2 separate regions of the Zea mays genome follow, and region 1 is linked to region 2. Evidence: chromatin contacts called from public Hi-C data. All regions are on one chromosome and are shown on one strand. Each heading gives the region's core, a stretch centred on a gene start, on an enhancer-like site or on the middle of the called end of the contact. The rest is flanking DNA. Distances are from core to core; before and after follow the strand shown. Region 1 holds the start of LOC100280237. Region 2 holds the start of LOC100276204.

Region 1 (2,700 bases), core at 76-2,575, 140 kb after region 2:
CGAGGCGGAGTTCGTCGTCTTCCGGGGCCGAGCCTGAGCCCTGGGGTCGGGCGAGGCGGAGTTCGTCGTCTTCCGGGGCCGAGCCCGAGTCCGAGCCCTGGGGTCGGGCGAGGCGGAGTTCGTCGTCTTTCGGGGCCGAGCCCGAGTCTGAGCCCTGGGGTCGGGCGAGGCGGAGCTTCCTATGGCGCCCGAGGCCGGACTTGGCCGCTGTCAGCCTCACTCTGTCGAGTGGCACAGCAGTCGGAGCGACGCGGGCGGCGCTGTCTTCTTGTCAGGCTAGTCAGTGGAGCGGCGAAGTGACTGCGGTCACTTCGGCTCAGTCGACTGAAGGGCGTGCGTCAGGATAAGGTGTCAGCCCACCTTTGCATTAAATGCTCCTGCGATGCGGTCGGTTGGCGTGGCGATCTGGTCAAGGTTGCTTCTCGGCGAAGACTGGGCCTCGGGCGAGCCGAAGGTGTGTCCGTTGCTTGAGGGGGCCCTCGGGCGAGACATGAATCCTCCGGGGTCGGCTGCCCCTGCCCGAGGCTGGGCTCGGGCGAGGCGAGATCGTGTCCCTTGAGTGGACCGAGCCTTGACTTAATCGCACCCATCAGGCCTTTGCAGCTTTGTGCTGATGGGGTTACCAGCTGAGATTAGGAGTCTTGGGGTACCCCTAATTATGGTCCCCGACAAGATTAATTAGACTTAATAGATTTGTCTCATTGTTTATTCTTTCTAAACGGTAAGATGAGTTTATTAAAACTAATTCGTATATGATTTGTTGGTACAAGAAATATTTGCTAATTATATATTAATTAGGCTTAATAAATTTGTTTTATTGTTTATTCTTTCTTTATATAATTAGTTTTATAATTATACTATATTTAATATTTATAATTAGTATTTAAACATTGTGACACGGAGTAAACTTTTGTCACAAACACTCTCCTTAGCAAAAGAAAGGAGGGAACACGTCAGCCTAGCCGGATAGCAGGACGGGAAAGCAAAAGGAAGTCGCTCGGACAAGCATTGACCTCACGTGGCGTCATCTCTTACACCGAATCAAACAAGTATCCTGCAACCGCAGCTGTTGTTCGGAACTCGCGTCTTCCATGCAACACTCCACGCCCAATTCTCAGCGAGCGAGAGGCCCTCGTCGAGCCCATCCATCCCATGATGACGCGGGCGCCGGGAGCACGCGGACGGGACGGCAACCCCAGCCAAAGCCAAAACAGGCCTGCTTCCTTACACCTCGCTTGGTGGTCTGGGCGACCGGCCGCTGGCGTCGCGCCCTCCCTTATAAACCACCACACTTCAGCACCCACAGCTCCCTCTTGCATCCCCTCGCCCGTCGTCTCGCCAGTCGCTACACCCCAAAAACCTCACGCGCGCGCTCGCGACCCCTCGCGCTCGCCTCGTCGGCACGCCGGCGAGAGGGGCGCCCATCCCCGTGCCTATATAAGGACGCCGGATTGGAGGTGCCCGTCCCTTATCCGCGCGGCCAGATCTACCTCTGTTCCACGCCTCCGTCACCGCCGCGTCGGGGCGATCCCACCGAGGCCACAGGTTAGCTCCTGCCCCTTGATTCGATGTGCACGCTTGGTTTCGTGGCTGCCTGGGTGCGTCACCTCGCAGATCTGGGCGTTTAGGAACGCTTCCCACCCTGATCTATGCGCTGTGGCTGTGCCCCACCGTCGATTCGACGCTGTGCAGCCTGCTCCCATCGGGGCCCGCTAGCCGAGGTCGGAATTCCACGAGATCGCTCGGGTTTATGTTGTGCCAGTGCCAGATCTGCGGACGCGTGTACGGTCGCAGCTCTGCATGGCTGTTCCTGTTGCTCGGCGCAGAGTATAGGATTTAGATTTGGATTTAGCACTTTTGAATTTAGATTTGGATTCAGCGTCATCTGTGCGCATTGCTGATCTGCGCTGTCCGCGCTTGTCGTACAAAGGTGTCTGGGTTTGCGTGACTCCTGGGGCGGGTGGTTGGCACGTATTTGGGGCCATGTGTGGGCCAAACCTTCCGTGCGCAATTTTTGCATGTTTCCCTTTAGAGAAATCTGATCGTGCCGAATAATTACTACGTAGGATAAAACATAAAAGCAAAATGTCATGGACTGTCAACCTGTGCACTTTACATTCCTGCCGCATATCTGTGGTACTTAGATTAGAGCAAGTATAATAAGGTGACATAGGCGGGCTGTAAGAGATGCTATGTCAGATTTTTAGTGACGTGGAAAAAAGAGAAACACAGAGATAAAGAAAGCGGACTGCTCACTGGTAGGCTGAAAATGGGCTGCAAGACACTTTGTGAGAGAAAGAGATGGAGCAAGTATTAAATGTTTAGTTTATATTATGAAAGGGTTATTATATGAATAGACTTTTAGTTGGATATATGTGACATGACAACATGACGAAGCTTACTATGGGTTATATTATTAAACTTGCTCTTACTGTTGATATTTCAGTTTTGTTTTCGATACGTGAAATAGCTCCTGCCGTGTTGTTTTTAATTATTGACAAGTGGGGAGACTGGTGTTCTCTGACCATAAATATGGTTGGCGGAATTGTTTTTTGGTTTGCTTTCAAACGGAAGCATTTTATGTGAAAACTGAGATTGTTCCACTTAAGTGTCCCATATATTTTCCATTTCCATCATTTCTTTAGCTACCTATGGAAGGTAAAATGCAAATATTGGCAAAATGCGAGTTGCTAAATATGA
Region 2 (2,700 bases), core at 101-2,600:
ATCTCCTTCTTGGCGTGAGCTCCCGACATATCTTCGAGCGGTTAGGCTCTAATGAAGTACCGAGCTCTGATACTAATTGAAAGTCACCTAGAGGGGGGTGAATAGGCAAATCTAAAATTTATAAAGTTTAAGCACAACTACAAGCCGGGGTTAGCGTTTAGAAATATAATCGAGTCCGAAAGAGAGGGCGAAAACAAATCACAAGCAAATAAGAGCGGATGACACGGTGATTTGTTTTACCGAGGTTCGGTTCTTGCAAACCTACTCCCCGTTGAGGTGGTCACAAAGACCGGGTCTCTTTCAACCATTTCCCTCTCTCAAACGGTCACCTAAACCGAGTGAGCTTTTCTCTTCAATCAAACGGGACACTAAGTCCACTGCAAGGACCACCACAACTTGGTGTCTCTTGCTTTAATTACAATTGAGTTGAGAACAAGAAAGGAGGAAGAAGAAAAGCGATCCAAGCGCAAGAGCTCAAAAGAACACAACAAAATTCTCTCTTCCAGTCACTAATTGCTTTGAGTGGAATTGGGACTTGGAGAGATTTTAATTCACTCTATTTGTGTCTTGTATTGAATGCACTAGCTCTTGTATTGAATGTGTTGGCTGAAAACTTGGATGCCTTGAAGTGTTGGTGGTTGGAGGAAGAAGAAAAGTGATCCAAGCGCAAGCGCAAGGTGGTTGGATGCCTTCAACTAAACACTGTCCGGTGCGCCAGTCACGTCACCGAACCGTTAGGGTTCGACCATTGGAGCTCTGACATGTGGGGCCACCGGACAGTCCGATGGTGCACCGGACAGTCACTATTCACTGTCCGGTGCGCCATCTGCGCCTGCTCTGACTTCAGCAGCGCGCTGTCCACGCACTGTTCACGCACTGTACACTTTTGCAGACGACCGTTGGCGCTGTAGCCGTTACTCCGCTTGGCACACCGGACCGTCCGGTGCTACACCGGACAGTCCGGTGAATTATAGCGCCATTTTCAGAAACCCGAAGCTGAGCAGTTCGAGTGGATTCACCCTGGTGCACCGGACAGTCCGGTGCGGCAGACCAGGGCTGTCTTCGGTTTTATTTGCTCCTTTTTATTTGAACCTTTTCTTGGACTTTTTATTGATTTGTGTTGAACCTTTGGCACCTGTAGAACTTATAATCTAGAGCAAACTAGTTAGTTCAATTATTTATGTTGGACAATTTAACCACCAAAATCAATTAGGAAAAAGTTTGAGCTTATTTCTCTTTCGAAGAGCTAGTTTTGGAACACCGTTTCCTCAATAAATTTCAATTTTCGTAAGAAAAAATAAAATAATTTTTCTTAGGAAAATAAAAATCTCTCGAAAAAATTGTGTTACCAAACTAGCCCAAAGAATGACAAATTTTGCGGAGGGGGAAATTGCCAATTTTCTCGTTTCATTCCTCCTCGGGTGGCCCGTCATCGCGTTCACCCTAGTTCTTTCTTTCCTGGCAGCGACAACTGCGCAGCGGCGCCGCCACCGGACGTCAGATCTCCGTTGGGTGTTTGATGGCGATGAGCACCTGTCAGGTGCGTCCATCTCTTCCCCTCCCTTTTGTGGTGTTTTCTGAATGCCCAAACCCTAATGTAAGCTTTCCGTATTCGGAGGGCTCGTTGGTTTTGCTCTCAATCCAATCCACGTGGTTGGGTGGGATTGAGTGGAAAATACCAAAAAGTTAAAATCTTTCATAATTTTTTTAATCCCATCCAATCTACATGTAATAGGAATAACCGAACATGGCCTAGGATTATGCCTACTAACTTCGATTTTGTTGCAAAAATTAACTGGTGCACTGCTCTCTTTTAGTCATCTTTTACGAGTCACCTGCCCAAATTTTCTCCCAATTCAGTTTGTTTTGATCCACTGTCCAATGAGTCTTGTTTTAGTCATGTTCTGATTAGATCCTAATCCTTGGCCATTTTTTTTAGAATCTCATGGTATGCTTTTAATGCAAAACGGCTGTGCATTTAGGCCAACTATTAGCATGTATGTCTTCCTTTTATGGAATTTATTGTATTTTATTTCCTCAGGTGCTGTGGTTCAGATCTTATGCATATCACTTTTGAAGAAAAAAATAGAAATGCTAAATGCCTTATTCACAGCGGTGGGAATTTGGAAAGTGTATTTGTGCTGCTTCACTGCACTTGATTTGGCCAAGAAACAAATTTCCTGGATTCAATGAAATTCATTAACCACTTTGATTGGCAGTATTCTTTGGTTCTAATATTATGCTAACTCCATGGCTCAGTTAAGGTTCCAACTAAACTAGCACAAACGCTTTAAGAATTTTTGGTTTACTATATTTTTTGTTAGTACTGAAGCTGTACTTAGGAGATGGTATATCATGTTCAACCAATTCCAAGCATGAATGAGTATTAATATACTGTGGTATCAAGAAACCACAGTTTTTTTTTTTGAGAACGCGCAGGAGAACTGCGTATCTTATATATTAAAGAGGAAAGGAAACATTACAAAAGAGGAGATGTTGCAGAGCAAATCTCCCAAAGACCATAAAGTTTTAGAACCCATAAATGTGCAAAGTCATGGTTTAGTAAAAAGAGGTCTAGGGTTTTAAAAACTTTAAATGACTACAGTTTTAGCAGTACTATGGTTTTTTAAAACCATAAAGTTTGTTGCATCCAAACAATTCATGGTCCTCCAAAACACCAATATATTTCACAAAACCATG

The links. Hi-C and Micro-C count contacts between places; a contact is called where the count stands out from the background.
Region 1: a Hi-C map of leaf shows a contact between it and region 2, with 5 times the contacts expected there. The contact joins the promoter of LOC100280237 here to the promoter of LOC100276204 in region 2. A contact is called at or near these places in 3 of 25 Hi-C or Micro-C datasets (leaf and tassel).

What each region holds. Positions count from the first base shown.
Region 1 is chr4:97,984,831-97,987,530 of Zm-B73-REFERENCE-NAM-5.0, forward strand. LOC100280237 reads left to right here and starts at 1,326. Exons shown (of 17, transcript NM_001326369.1): 1 at 1,326-1,545.
Region 2 is chr4:97,845,080-97,847,779 of Zm-B73-REFERENCE-NAM-5.0, forward strand. LOC100276204 reads left to right here and starts at 1,351. Exons shown (of 2, transcript NM_001150049.3): 1 at 1,351-1,540.